4 separate regions of the Mus musculus genome follow, and all the other regions are linked to region 1. Evidence: chromatin contacts called from public HiChIP or PLAC-seq and promoter capture Hi-C data. All regions are on one chromosome and are shown on one strand. The core of a region is the stretch at or near the end of the contact, and the rest is flanking DNA. Distances in the headings are between cores, read along the strand shown. Region 1 holds the start of Nrd1 (nardilysin, N-arginine dibasic convertase, NRD convertase 1). Region 2 holds the start of Zfyve9 (zinc finger, FYVE domain containing 9). Region 3 overlaps Osbpl9 (oxysterol binding protein-like 9). Region 4 overlaps Osbpl9 (oxysterol binding protein-like 9).

Region 1 (3,599 bases), core at 787-3,286:
TATGAATTTGCCTATCGTCCACGAGCAGGGGCCATGTTGTTCTTCTCTATCAGTTCAACTTTAGTATATGTCCCGCTGAATCAGCGAGCACTCTGTGTGCTTTTTAAATATGTTTCTCCCACTAGCCCTCTTCTAAGCTCTAGAGAGAGGGGACATATTTGCTCATCACTCCCAACTTCTGGCACAAGGTAGCACCTCACTTGGTTAGTTAAATGAATGATGGAAAGTTCCACTCTATGGAAAACCCAGCAAATTGCAATTAAGGGCATAAATTATTTTTCTCCTTAGGAAAACAAAATTGATAGTTGAAGCTGAACGTTTCTTATTTCTGGTATTATTGTTTTGGAGAGTCAAAAATCACACCTAGACTAATCCTGTACAAAGCAAGCACACACACACACACACACACACACACACACACACCCTAATCTTGTACAAAGCATAGACTGACACTTCAGTGTCACTTACTATTGGTGTTTTTATGTTCTGGGCAGCCATTCTTGTACTGGAGAGACGCAAATGAAGCTACTTTGAATGAGGACTCTAGTGGAGTTGCGTGAAGACTGATAAACCTTTAAAAGTGTACTGAAACCAGGATATCTTAATGCTTTTATTTTTTATTTTTTGAGACAGGGTTTCTGTGTGTAGTCTTGGCTGTCCTGTAACTCACTCTGTAGACCAGGCTGGCCTCAAACTCAGAAATCGACCTGCTTCTGCCTCCCAAGTGCTGGGATTAAAGGCATGCGTTACCACTGCCCGGAATCTTAATGCTTTCAAATACTTCTGCCCCAGTTCATGTATCCTCTTCAATACTTTGTCTTCCTACCCTGTTTTGTAGTCTTAGCATTTATTGTTTTTTTTTTTTAATGTATTATTTATGGTCAGTTTCTTCCCATAAGAAACTAAACTTCAAGCCAAGGATTTTTTGTTGTTTTTGAGACGGTCTTAGTAGGTAGACATGGCTGGCTTGGAACTGCTTTGTAAACCAGGCTGGCCCTGAACTTAAAGAGATTCACCTGCCTCTGTCTCCCTGAGTGCTTGAGATTCAAGGTGTGGACTACCACACCGGCAACGATTTGTTTTGTGTATGGCTTTATCTTCAGCCACACAAAGGTTCAGAGGCAGGAAAGACAACCACTAATGTATCTATCGGCTTAAAGTCTTTTTGTTGTTGTTGTTGTTTACTCATATTCATTTCGTTTATCTCTTCCATGTGGTATGATCTCATTCAATGGTGTCTATCAGCTTTTTATTGTTATCTGGTCAACTGCTTTTTATTTTATATTGTGTCTGTTCCAGTCGCTGCAAAAGCATTGGCAAAAACAAAAACAAAAAGCTTGGGAAAGTTACTTGAGGTTAGTAGCCTAACATGTTCTTGCTTTTCAGTAAAAGTTGGCCAAACTTAAAGGTAGGCTGAGGACTACTCCAGGGTGTGGAAGCTTAAAAAAATAAACAATTCGCATACAAGAGTGAGCATATTGAAACAGATCTGGAGCGTGAAAAGCACCAATGGTTTGGCAGCCTACAGGATGGAAAGATGCAATTGTTATTTCCGGTGCTTAGTGACCCACAAGCACTGCATCCATCTCGGGATAGGGTGGGAAAAGACTTCCGGTGCTCTGCTCTTTTAAAAAAGAGACCCGCTGAGTCACTCTAAGAATAGAGTGCAAAAAATACACCGCAAGTGGGTGAAGAAGATCAGCATCCACTATCGCGACTCACTTCTGTGTTTTCTCGCTGGGGAATATTTTCTCAGACACGGAGCGCTACGCGGTTTTCCTAAAAACAGCTACGGACGCACGTCACAATCGCAGCAAGACTTCTCCCATCATCCTCCGCCTCTTTTCCTTCGCCCCGCCCACGTCAGGTTTCGAAATGCTCTCTGGGTGCGCCAGGAACCCGGCCTATTTCTATTGGTCTCTCGCTTCCCCTACTCCCATTGGCTGTTTCTGCAAACGTGACGGCCGTTGTGCGTTGTGATTGGCTAGAGTCCATAGCGTCATCGGCTGTCAGGAGGGTGGGATGAAGAAAGTCGGTGTGAGCGAGGCCGGGTTGGAGGAGGGGTTCAGGCCTGTCCTCCCCAGCGGCTGGGGCAGCAACAACGCCGGCCGCCGCCGTCGCCCCTGGGACGCGGAGGAGGAGGAGTGGCTGGAGGTGTAGGAGGAGGAGGTGGGCCTGGGGAGCGGGATGTCCAGCGCTACGACTTGCTGGTGAATGCTGAGGAGAGTCGCGGTTGCTGCAGTCTGTGTCACCGGGAGGAAGTTGCGGTGTGAGGCCGGGCGGGAGCTCACGGCTCTGGGGCGAATCGAAGCACGGGGTCTGTGCGAAGAATCATCGAAACCCTTTCCTACGCTGACCATGCCTGGAAGAAACAAGGCGAAGTCCACCTGCAGTTGCCCGGACCTGCAGCCCAATGGACAGGACTTGGGCGAGAGCGGCCGGCTTGCTCGTCTAGGAGCGGATGAATCTGAGGAGGAGGGACGGTCTTTCAGTAATGTCGGGGACCCTGAGATCATCAAGTCTCCCAGCGATCCCAAGCAGTACCGGTGAGGGAGGAGGCTCGGACTGGGGAGAACAGGGTGCGGGCTTCGGTTGGTGCTGTAGTGACTTCTGGTCTCCATGTCTCCCGGAGAAGCAACAGGGTGTTACTACTTCCCATCCCAAATGTGTGTTTGGGTGAGGCGGCCAGGGCAATTTGGAGTAGACGAGGCTGGCCTTTAACTCAGAGATCTGCTTGCCTCTGCCTCTCAAATGCTGGGATTAAAGGTATCCGCCGCCACTGCCCGGCTATTTTTGACTTATATTAAAGCAAGAATTAAGGTTTCCATGAGGAAGACAGGATGGATGGTAAAGGGGAGGAGGGTTGGTAAGGAAAGCTTGACAGTTAGTGATTCTGAATTTTGGCGGAGAGGATATTTGAGATGTGTGTGTGTGTGTGTGTGTGTGTGTGTGTGTGTGTGTGTTATTTTTGTTCAGTCTCAATCCAAAGGTGTATGAGTAAAGAGAGGTAAAACAGAGTGAAAATTACGAAAAGGATGCTGTGGTTTTAATAAAAGAACTTTACATCACCCTTTTCGTAATTATCACTCCTGTTTACCTCTCTTAGCTAGCCTGAGATGGAGTGGCTTGTAACCATGGGTAGCTAGCCACAACTAGAATGGCTTAGCTAGATGACTTCTTCCAAAACGTATTAGAGATATCTTGGGCCTCAGTTGTATGAATGGTAGGCGTGTAAGATCCCATTTTATACAATGTTTCAATCATGTGTAATGAATGAATGAATGGTGACTCAATCCCCCACCTGAATAAACTTAAGAGTTACTTTGTTTCATAAAATATCTTGTATTTGAAATAGTTTCTATTATCTTACAGCTTAGTTTTCCTGGTTGAAGACGTTGAAACACACTCAGAATTAGACAGCTAAATAGTATTGGAGCTTGTATGAAACTACCCATCCGACTCAAAAGCCAGTGCAGTATGTGCTGGGTTAGAAGCCTGCAGCTCCAAACTTATTATAAGCCTGCAGTGTGTTAAAAGAAGGAAAGAATTCTAGAGATCATCTTTTCCACTTTCCCCCCACTTCTGTTTTACAAACAACT
Region 2 (3,599 bases), core at 462-2,961, 220 kb before region 1:
ACAGGTAACTATGCATATTAACTGATGGCTCTAACTCTGATAATTAGTAACATATTTTATAAATTTTAAACAAATGTCTGGCTGTAAAGTGGACCAGTCAGGCATTCTTAATTTAATTCCAAAATATAATAATAATTTTATAAATCAGTACACTCTCACTGTAAACTTTGAATGACCATCAAAACATATGACATTACTAGTAATCTCTCTCCAGTTATTAAGTACATATTGAAAGCCAATATAGTACCTCTCTGCGTATCCAAATTTTCTACTATATATACATATTTTCATGCATTGACGTTCTAGATGTACATATAAGTCCTATATAGTAGAAAAATGAGAATAACCTGTAATCACATTTATCATAAACAAGAAGCACCCAATATCTGACGTGTAATGTCAAACTACAATCACTAACTTTTTTTTACATCCTTACCAGAACAAAACAAATCATTTTTCTTGTACAACTGAGTTTATATCCCATTTTCGGCATGTCCTTGCAATTAGGGTAATTAGTATGATTTAAAATCTTCTTGCCATCCGTTCTCTATTTGAGTAAAACATTTTTGTACCAAGGACTGGGGCATTAAAACATTTCCTGTCTCTCTAAAGGTGGAAAAGACATCTTCCTAAAAGATTTTTTTTTTCTTTTTTTAACTGTGAGTAGCTAGGAAACTTAGCATAGCAAAGATGGGATGGGGCTTTCTCCAAAGCAGACCTCGCTCAGAGACAAGATGTAACATAAGGAGGAAAGGATGAGCTAGCGGCAGGTGATGAAATTTCACCTCAAAAAAGGACGCAAAAGGCTGTGTCTCCAGCAAGGGAGGCGTGAATGCTACTCCTGGAGTACCAGGGGCTCCGAGTGCCCCGCACTCTCTGCACCTCAATACTCACCACTCCCCACCCAGGGGGTGGCTCCGCAGGACTCAGTACGCGGAGCAGGCAAGCCAAAGCTGTTTGCAAACAAGCGTCCTCTGCCTCCCTCCGGGATGTGCTCGAAGGGCCCTGGGAAGGAAGGCACGCTCGGCCCCGCCCGGGACAAACGCGAAGGGCACCGGTGCGGCCGCCAGCCCGATCTTCACGTACCCGGCCGCGCCGGAACCCAGGCCCGGCTAAGGGCTTCCCGGCGACTCGGGGCCTAGTCGCCCCCCGCACGCCTTCAATCTCCCGGGGACCCACGGAGAAAGGGCCGAGGCCCCAGAGCTCCGGGGTGCCCGCGGCGGCCGCACTGGCAGGACGCTCCGTCCGCCCGGCCCAATAGCTGGCGCCAGGACCCCTGGGCGGCGCAAGCAGACGAGCCCCGAACCGCAGCGCGCCACACTCACCGCCTCTCCATGGCCCGGGGGTCGTCACTCAGCCGAGAGCCTCGTCCTCAGCGGGGCTCCGCCGCGAAGCCTCGCACTCCTGAGGGGGCTGCGGTCTCAGCGGCCGGGACTGAGGCCCAGCGCCCCTCCAGCCGCCTCAGCCACGCGGGTCCGGGAAAGCGCGGCCGAGCGCGGCCGAGCGCGGCCGGGGGCGCAGCTTACGGCGGGACAACCGAGGCGATGCAGGCAGACGGGCTCGGCGAAGCCTCGGGCGCCGCCGCGGTGGCCGCTTCAGCCGCCCGCGCCGCTGGGCCACAGCGCCCCCTGGACCCCACGTCCCGCTACGGCGCCGGGACTGCGGCGGCCGCACCGGGCACGAGCGGCAGGGAACGCGAGGCAGCGCGGCCTGGGGGTGGCGGGGCCCCGTGCGCCCTGCGCCGCCCGCGGCCCGTGGCCCGCCCCTGACGCGGCTTCCCGGGAGCCGGAAGCTGTCGGCTCCCCCCACACCCCACCCCCGTCAGACCCCAGCACCTTTTTCTTCCCTCCAAGAAGGTATGTGAATGCTTTCGTCACTCGTCTCCGAGAGCGGGAATGTGAGGGAATCTCGGTTCATTTCTCGTGGAGACAGGGGGTCCCTTTTAATTCCCTCAGTGCGTCAGTATGAAAGGAGCGTGACCCAGAACAAATCCCTTTTTTCTTTTCCTAAGCACATGCACAATCCCTTCCCAAAGCAGATAAAGGAATCATCTTTGACCTCAACTTTTTTGGAGCTACTGTGCAGATTCACTACAGAAATGTGCTATAGAATTCCTTAAACCCTATCCTTACCTACAAAGTAGGGGGGAGAAAACAAAAAACAAACAAACAAAACAAAACAAAATTTAAAAAACGCTGACAAAGAGAAGAGAATAACCAACGGGTTGTCCTGAAACCGATAAACAACTTAAAGGTAAGAAAAGACTCATCCTTTTACTAACTTAACCCTGGCCACCACCTCTACCACTTCTGGGTCACCCACCCCTTATCAAATCCTAGATAAAAACTCTGAAAGAAGGAAATTGTTGTGGTTATATTAAAGGCTATGCAGTCATTTTGTTTACAAATGCCTCCTGTTTGATCTTGCCCAGCCTCTAGGATGCTAACATAACGTCACAACTAAAGACTGTCAGAAGGGAAATAGGAAAAAGAAAAAAAAAATTTTAAATCCCCTGGTCCCTCAAATTCCCAAATACTGTGTTTGTTTGGTTGGTTGGTTGGTTGGTTTTGTTTCTGGGAGCTATACTGGAACAAGCAAGGACTTTGGTGTCAGGCAGATCCTGATGCCACTGGTTCCAGTTACATCATGTAGAGTTTTATGACCCTGGCAAGTTATGTAATATTTTTGAACCTCTGTTTTCTCCTGCCTGCCTAGCTGGTTGTGAAGGTTGGGGATGGAAGGACGGGCCTATAGTTCCAATTTTTGTTAATTCCAGAACACCCTAACACTTACTTAGTCATTCTTAATCTGGAGATTGTGCCCATCTGTGTGTGTTTATCCCACCACACTCCCCAACCCCGCTCGTGTGTGTCTGTGTGTGTGTGTGTGTGTGTGTGTGTGCGTGTGCGCGTGTGTGTGTGTGTGTGTGTGTGTGTGTGTGTGTGTGTGTTCCTATCAAAAGGTCATTCTCATCATCCTGGTCTAAGTGAAATTTCCCTGAATTTCACTCGTGCATTTATGTAACATCCTCCTCTGAAGAGGAGAACCTAGTACACTGGATCCTTTGACATTCTACAGCACAGCAGATATCAAAATAGAACCAGCACATTTTTCCTGCATGAAAATATTATAAAATATTATAAGCAATCTTGCCTTACCTTAGATTATGGGATAATAGTAACAAGACATGGGGAAATTACATAAGGAGTCCAGGAGCTGTTCAAGTAATAATTGAGCAGCCACCCAGAGAAAAATATAACCTAGCAGTTCTTTTCTCATCAATGAAAGCTGTTCCTGTACAGTCCCAAGTCTGCCTTTGCCACTTATCTCTGAGTCACATTACACACACACACACACACACACACACACACACACACACACACAATCACTATCCCCTTTTTGTAACGACAGAAACCAGCTCGGAGGAAATGGTGATTCATCCTCACAGCATCTCTAAGAACTCAGTACTTCGGCACCACCACCAAGGGGCATCCAACCGAGAGAAAAGCCGCAAGGAGTCCCTATAACCTAGGGTCTCCTGTCTGATAGCAGTCTTTTCTACAGTAACAAGAGAACACTGTTAGAGTGAGTTGCTATTG
Region 3 (3,599 bases), core at 719-3,218, 170 kb after region 1:
CTGGTCTACAGAGTGAGTTCCAGGACAGCCAGGGCTACACAGAGAAACCCTGTCTCGAAAAACCAAAAACCAAAACAAAACAAAAGGTGGGGGAAGGTGAAAATCGTCATGACGGAAGCAGAAGGATGAAAGCCAGTAGATGCTTTAAGTCATGGATTAAACCATAGGCCAAAATAACGGAGTTCTAGTCCTGGTCCTGATGCTTCTGAGAAGTTCCTTGGAGAAACCCAAGTCCCCTCCCTGAGACTTGGTTATCTGGCCCAATAACTAAGTAAGGAAATTAAGTTAAAAATATAGACTCCGTGGCTCCATCAAAATATTTCTTTTTTGTTGAAATTGGTTTTCATAAAATGAAAAAATACTCACTCTGAGTCTAACGCATCCTCTTCGAGAGCCTCTCATCATTTTGTCCTTGGACTAAAAGAAAAAACAAAACGCTCAATAAATAAAAGGTTAAGACAAATGTTTTTAGAGTCATCTGTGTACTAAAAATTGAGTAACATTTACAGAACTGACCATTCTTTCTGCCCATCATCTGCCACAGAAGAAATCTCTTCTTGCAGGGAAATTACCAGCTTTTAAATGAAAGTAGTTTGCCATCTATTCAAACCAACCTGAACACAGAACTTTACACACATCCTCAGTGCACACAGCCACTGCAATGTCTATCCCTCTCCATGTCCCTTCACTACAGACCAGCATTGAGTGTAAGAATCTCTCCCCATGATGAGGACAAGAGGGAGGGACCACACTTTCCGTGCAATCCCCAGATGTCATGTCTCCTTTTCTGTTTTGCAGCCACTCATCAAAGTGCCTTAGCCATCTGGTCTGGATTCTCACCCTTGAGTGCCCAGCCTCCTGTGTGTTCCTTGATTGGGGCATGTACAGCCTTTGGGGCATTCCTAGGAGGGTGAGAAGTCTATCTTGGCTTATTGTATGCTCTAGTGCAGTGTCTGGTATACATTAGGTGCTCAAAAAGCATATCCTGGTGAGACACTGTTGTCCCTTCTGTCCCCTCACTAGCCTGGGTGGAACTCAGGCTGTTACAGGAAGCATAGAGCTGACATCCAGGAAATAAATGCTCCTGGAAATTAATTGGCCACCCTAAGTAAAATCTAGGAGAGGGATTGTAATACATATGTAATACTTGTAGAATAATTGATATTTTCCACTTCCCACCTGTATGAAAAAAAAAAATCAAAACAAGCAGACTCCATGTGACTGTACAATTGTCCTGCTTGAAGCCCCAGACACCTATAACCTCCAAATTTCTAAGCGATGGGAATTCATGTTCAGAAGTGATTGCTGATATTCTGAAGACAGTCTGCTTTTATTTTTGCAAACACAGATAGATAATTTAGGGGGAAAATACCGGGCATGATCAAAGAGTTCCTTACTAATAGGGCAACTAATAAAAGCATTGCTAAGAGAGGCATTCTTAAGCACTTAATAGCCCTTTTATGGAACTATATTTATCTTCTCTCCAAAACAATAAAGACATGATACAAAAACATTCATTAGGTTAGAATACAACCAATGAGATTAGAATGCAAAGCTATTCACATACACACTCTCCTCTCCTCTCCTCTCCTCTTCCCTTCCCTGCCCTCCCTTCCCCTCCTCCCCCATCTCCTTCATCCTTGAGCCGCCTGCATTGTAAAGCAGTTTTTAAAATCACAAGACACAAGGCCAGACAGGCCAATGATGTTGCTTCCATTTGGATTATGAATTACAAAACACTAAAACAACTGGAAGCAATTACACAAATAGCTGAGGAACTGCTCAGGCGAATCAGAATATGGAGCATTCTACAAAATAACCGACGATAAAAAAATAGTCTCACACAAACAATCCAAACACAAGAGCACAGAAAGCACAAAGGAGCAAGGACAGAGAGCAACTCTGAATCCAGAGATCCAGAGTGGGGGCCCGGGCTGCAGCAGTGAAGCTTGCTGGCTCCTGGGTAAGGCACTGGCAGCACACTAGGGACCTGAGCTCCATCCGGCACCACCCCTCTGCGGCTCCTTCTTCAGTAAGCTGTCTCCTTTGCCTGTTAATATCTCCCCGAGCCTGTTGGATTCTTTCTTCAGGAACACAATAATCTGGAACACTCCAGGTGGTGCCCCCTGAACTCTGTTATCGAGACCAGCCCAACTGCTCTCAAGTCTAGGTCTGGATGATCCTCACGAGCTCCAGGCCAGCTTGGGCTACATACGGAGACTGTTTCAAAATAAAGATAAATATGTCAAGCAAACCAGAACAAAATAATCTTGCAGTCCAAAAGCTCCCACCATTCCTGTGGCCCAGCCTGACTTTCCAGCTCCCTGAACCAGCCAGTCCTTCATGCCTAAGGGCTTTGACAGACTGTTCTCTTGCCTGCAGTGCCTGCCCATGTTCCAGGTTCCTTAACAAGCTAATCCTGCTTACCCTCAGGAAATTCTAGCTGAGGCCCTGGACTACATTATAACCATTCCTGCCAAAAAGCCATTTTTAAAAGACAATCTTTCCCTTCATAATATTGTGGGGAAATAAAACTTCCCTGGATTTCTCTGCGTTCTAATCAAAAGCTGTAGAGCATGTCATAATAATTAATTTTTTCATTTTTCTCTGATCTCAAAGAATAACAAATATTTTCTTTCCCAGTGGAGTGTGAAAATTATATCCTGGAATAGGAAAGTCATTTTAAGAGCATGTAAGAACCACTCAGCTCAATGTATTAAATCTGTTGCCCAACAGGGGTTCTGAATCGCTTTAGTCTGAGGCTATGTTTTCTTACTTTAGATGAACTTCAGGATTCCACTTAAGAAGCCATCCATAGGGGCTGGAGAGATGATTTGGAGCCTAAGCGCACGGGTGGCTCTTGCAGAGAGCCTGGGTTCAGTCCCCAGCACCACATGGTGTCTCACAATCACTGTAACTCCACTTCCAGGGACTGAACACCCTCTTCTGGCCTCTATGGGCACTGTACACATCAGGTACTTAAGTGCATGCAAGCATATACATAAAATAAAATTTTTAAAGTTTTTTTTTTTTAAATCTTCAAGGGCCAGCAAGATGGTTCAGTGGGTAAAACTGCTTGCTACAAAAGCCCTACAACTTGACCTAGATCCCTTGGTGGGAGAAGAGAACTGATTCCCAAAAGTAGTCTTCAAGCCTATGCCTTGGACACATCTGCTATACAACACACACATACACACCATTTATAGTAAATAAAATTTTTTAAATCAAGAAACATTCAAAATATTCTCCATTTAGGCTCCAAAGCTGCAGATACCATTTATATGAAAGTTATTCTTTAAATGTACAAAATAATTTCAATTCCCTATAATTTCTAGAGTTAGTTATAAGAATATATATAATACACACACACACACACACACACACACACACACACATATCCACAGATAAAGAAGGTACTATAGACCGCACAGTTTAATAAAATGAGGTGGCTGTGGGAAAATGCTGAAATTCAGCTTTGCCAGATCCCTTCTGTTCTCAGACTTTAGTTTCCCTGTTGGTAAAATGGAGACATGACTCACCCTCAAGAGGTAGTCCCAAGTACTTACTACAGAAATCATGCAGTACCCCTGTTTATGCCC
Region 4 (3,599 bases), core at 639-3,138, 150 kb after region 1:
GTCAATCCTAAAATCTGATAAGCCTCAACTGTCAGAAGTGGTTTGTTTGCTGTTTAAAGTGTGTGCATGCACATGCATGTGTATGTAGGTGTGTGTGCACACGTGTACAAGTTGTGCATGGGGTGTGTGCATTTGTAGGGGGGTCTGCATTTGTATATGTGCATGAACATGTATGCATATATGTGTATGTGTGAAGTCAGGCATTTTCCTCAATCACTCTCTACCTTATGTTAGTCAAGGTCTCTCACTGACGCTAAGCTTGTCACCAGCTTTTCCCATGGGTTCTAGGAATCCAAACTCAGGTCCTCGAGCTTGGGTGGCAGTGCTTTATCCACTGAGCCATCTCTCTAGCCCTAGAAGCTAATGGTACAATACCTGCGTGCAATCCCAGCACTCTGGAAGCTTAGGTGGGAGGATTTGAATTCAAAACCAGCTTGGGATACATAACAAATATCAAGTAAGCCAAAGCCATATTTCAGGACTTGTCTTTAAGAAAATAATAAAAGTTTTACTGAATTTATGAGTAAGAAGTATTCAAATACATGTTATTATGGGAAAAAATGAGAATTTCTCTTTAATGCATTTTGGGATGAGAGGGAAGAGTGGGGCAAAAGAAGGTGATTTTAAGGGGCCAAACCAAGTCTCAGCTCACAAGGAGACATACAGAAGGTCAAAAGGAAAGGAAGATATAATCACTTTACTTGGATTAATAAAGAAAAAAAGGGGAGGAGAAATCAATGCCTATTTAAAAACAAAAAAAGCTGGGCGTGATGGCGCACACCTTTAATCCCAGCACTCAGAAGGCAGAGGCAGGTGGATTTCTGAGTTCGAGGCCAGCCTGGTCTACAGAGTGAGTTCCAGGACAGCCAGGGTTACACAGAAAAACCCTGTCTCTCAAAAAAAAAAAAAAAAAAAAAATTCAGGAAGGAGCTAGGTGTGGCAGCTCATGCCTGAATGACCAGCACTTGGAGAGCTGAGTCAGGGGGATCACCCCTCAGTTCAAAGCCAGTTTGGTCTAGATAGAGTTCCAGGTCCAGACTGCAGGGTGAGACAAGCCAATAAAAATGAAATAATAAGTAAAATTTATGAAAAAGACTAAAACAAAGCAAGTGACACGTGAAAAATGAATCAGCTACTAATTCTTTTGTTTGCTTTTGAAATAAACAAGATCAATTAGATAAGACCTAACAAAGTAACAGAAGCCTACAAGAAATTATAATAATGAATGTATGCTACTTTATAAAATGCTTATACTTTAATAAAATGCTTAGAAAAAACGACATTCTTTAGCTCCTGGGGGGGGGAGCTTTTGTACTTAAAGAGAAGTGTGCGCATGTTCCTGTGGAGTGGAGAAGCGGGAAGGCATTTCTGAATTATCAAGAACAACATTCCATCTGAAGGTTTCATTCTGGCTCCAGTTTCTCCAAGGAATTCTGCTCAGGGCAAACAGCAGCAAGCCACTTCCTCTCTCTTCTATATTTAGCTCTAAGCTGCTAATACAATATCTTTGCCTTTCCTTCAGAAAGGATACACTTCTAGATCAAGACTGTAGTTACAACCCTGCACGTCCCACAAGCTTCAGCCCCATCCTCTAGAAGACAATCTAGACACAGCTATCGAATGTCATCGATTCAGCACTCACGACAAACACAATTTATGTTTATGCAGATCACTGTGCACCATCACCATTTCAGGCACCACTTCAGTTTTCCTAGGAAAACCAAGTTTCTGAACAGAACAAATAACTAGGAAGATGTGTTGGGCTTTTTCCCCTCGAACACTTTGAACTGCTCCCTCTGCTGGCGTAAGAAGAGAACTGTGCAGCATGACCAGAACTGAAAGAAGATGGAGCACAGGTCAATGTCTGACTCCCTGGTCATTAACTCCATTCAGGGAACATCCCCATGCGTCCTGTGGCTAGGCTTCCAAGCCTCCCTAATAGTTGGTGACAGAACTGAGCATGCCTTGTGATGTGACTCACTACCATGTGACCAATGTCCCAGTTAACCTTGCCTCAGTGGGCCCAGGCAGTGTCGACCTCTGCTTGGATATACACTGAGCACAGAAGAACCCTGCGACACCTACTCCCATGAAACACTAATACTGCAATGGGAGAAAGTGACGTGGATACAAAGGGGCTCCGGTATGATAAAATATAAGTCAGAGTGACTGACCCAGAATCACAAGAAAGTAAGGTGGAAACAAACAGTACTGTATAATGAGAATTGTCAATATAAATCTTGGCCCTGTTACTTCCTGCATGTGTGACCAAAAATACAAATTAATACAAGCCTCAAGCCCACCCCTGGATGGTGAGGATAAAAATATCTACCTCACTAGGGTGGGTTCGATCCCTGTGAAGGACCAGCATAACATTAAACTGGCCCTTAGCGGCCAGGCAGTGGTGGGCCACACCTTTGATCCCAGCACTCTGGAGGCAGAGGTAGGTGGATCTCTGAGTTCAAATCCAGTCAGAGTGAGTTCCAGGACAACCAAGGCTACACAGATAAACCCAGTCTCCAGAAATCAAAAACCAAACCAGAATAAAACAAAACTGGATGAAGTAAATTGAACCCTAGAGTTTTCTACATATGTCTAACGGCTTGTAGAAACGTTCCTTTCATTATGAATCTTTACTCTCTCTCTCCACCAGCACACACCAAGCAATGTGCCCCAAACTGAAAAGATTGCCTACTAAGTAAGATCCACAGGTCTCCTCCCAAGGTTATATAATATATAAGCAGCACTTGCTTGAGACAGAAGACTGATGACTGCCTGCAGGGAGCTCTAGCAACTGAAGCTTCCAAGAGTCACCGCCCATGCTGAGATGTGGCTTTCCATGACACATTTCCCTTCAGTTGTCTGTGTTCCCGAAGTAACCCAAATAAACCCCCATTCCCACTTACCGCTCTGCTATGCCCTCTACCGCATGGTACACTAATTATGCCTTGGAAACCATGAGCTGAATGGGATTTCTCACCTTTAAGTTGTTTCCATCAGGTATCTTGTCATGGCTACATAAAAGTTACCTAGTAGCCACAGGAAAAGTTGTTCTTAAACATACACAGGACTGAAGGGTCAAGGAAATGGCATTGTTCTTCCCTTCAGGAAGAAGGACTGGAGTGATAATTAGCGTCATCTTTTCAATACTCTCCTTAGATTGTTACATTGAAAATTTATTTTAGTGAGTAAGAAAAATGAATTGTGGAATAAAATGTAAATTACTAACAAAAATAAAAATGGATTAGAGAGGTAGGTCTAACTGGCTACTCACTATACTGGAGTTCATAATTAAACTTGGGAAGATTATAATTTCAAATATCTAGGGAGGATTGAAAGTAGAAAACAAATTAAGAAGAACATAGGTACACTAGCGAGATCTAATCCTCCCACAGCAATATAACCAACTCCCAACACACGAGTCCAGCTCTATCAACCCACACAAATATCCCGAGTACCACTGAAATTAAACCAGCTAATTACAGAATTAATTAGAGCTGATTCACTTCCTTTACATGAAATGTGTGACTTTTTGTACTGGAAACATTACCACATAAAAATCAGAAACATAACATAACAGAGGAAACATCTTAAGTCAA

The links. HiChIP or PLAC-seq counts read pairs in DNA pulled down with a chosen protein or histone mark. Capture Hi-C pulls out chosen DNA fragments and counts their contacts.
Region 2: a promoter capture Hi-C map of adipose tissue shows a contact between it and region 1. The contact joins the promoter of Zfyve9 here to the promoter of Nrd1 in region 1. A contact is called at or near these places in 8 of 39 promoter capture datasets (the 3T3-L1 cell line, 3T3-L1-derived adipocytes, the C10 cell line and 4 more), 6 of 484 Hi-C or Micro-C datasets (cortical neurons, embryonic stem cells, forebrain and 1 more), 4 of 115 datasets of contacts at active chromatin or transcription factors (the 230-238 cell line, astrocytes, embryonic stem cells and 1 more) and 2 of 9 other capture datasets (adipose tissue and liver).
Region 3: a contact with region 1 is called in an H3K4me3 HiChIP or PLAC-seq map of embryonic stem cells, with 14 read pairs. The contact joins the enhancer-like site here to the promoter of Nrd1 in region 1. A contact is called at or near these places in 12 of 39 promoter capture datasets (the 3T3-L1 cell line, the C10 cell line, the HPC-7 cell line and 5 more), 2 of 15 datasets of contacts at CTCF or cohesin (the NIH/3T3 cell line and pro-B cells), 23 of 484 Hi-C or Micro-C datasets (the Ba/F3 cell line, brown adipocytes, differentiating embryonic stem cells and 5 more), 22 of 115 datasets of contacts at active chromatin or transcription factors (the 230-238 cell line, CD8 T cells, the NIH/3T3 cell line and 10 more) and 4 of 9 other capture datasets (adipose tissue, embryonic stem cells, liver and 1 more).
Region 4: an H3K27ac HiChIP or PLAC-seq map of the NIH/3T3 cell line shows a contact between it and region 1, with 3 times the contacts expected there. The contact joins the enhancer-like site here to the promoter of Nrd1 in region 1. A contact is called at or near these places in 14 of 39 promoter capture datasets (the 3T3-L1 cell line, 3T3-L1-derived adipocytes, the C10 cell line and 8 more), 2 of 484 Hi-C or Micro-C datasets (embryonic stem cells and long-term hematopoietic stem cells), 13 of 115 datasets of contacts at active chromatin or transcription factors (the 230-238 cell line, the NIH/3T3 cell line, the SCID.adh cell line and 7 more) and 4 of 9 other capture datasets (adipose tissue, embryonic stem cells, liver and 1 more).

Annotation. Positions count from the first base shown.
Region 1 is chr4:108,998,619-109,002,217 of GRCm38.p6, forward strand. Nrd1 (nardilysin, N-arginine dibasic convertase, NRD convertase 1) reads left to right here and starts at 2,037. Exons shown (of 31, transcript NM_146150.3): 1 at 2,037-2,546. The coding sequence starts at 2,215.
Region 2 is chr4:108,779,128-108,782,726 of GRCm38.p6, forward strand. It overlaps Zfyve9 (zinc finger, FYVE domain containing 9), which reads right to left and starts at 1,712. Exons shown (of 19, transcript NM_001384118.1): 1 at 1,326-1,712.
Region 3 is chr4:109,171,908-109,175,506 of GRCm38.p6, forward strand. Osbpl9 (oxysterol binding protein-like 9) reads right to left here. Exons shown (of 24, transcript NM_001368727.1): 2 at 367-417. Among named protein-coding and RNA genes, the nearest start is that of Gm46867, 28 kb to the right of the region's middle. Within about 2 kb of position 1,969, at least 60 of the 459 cell types and tissues checked have an H3K27ac peak or open chromatin away from gene starts, as enhancers often do. A contact at or near this core is called in adipose tissue, embryonic stem cells, extraembryonic endoderm stem cells and 1 more, where this site is marked.
Region 4 is chr4:109,145,958-109,149,556 of GRCm38.p6, forward strand. All of the region lies in intron 3 of Osbpl9 (oxysterol binding protein-like 9), which reads right to left. All of the region lies in intron 1 of Gm52703 (a long non-coding RNA gene), which reads left to right. Among named protein-coding and RNA genes, the nearest start is that of Gm52703, 15 kb to the left of the region's middle. Within about 2 kb of position 1,889, at least 85 of the 459 cell types and tissues checked have an H3K27ac peak or open chromatin away from gene starts, as enhancers often do. A contact at or near this core is called in the NIH/3T3 cell line, adipose tissue, epiblast stem cells and 3 more, where this site is marked.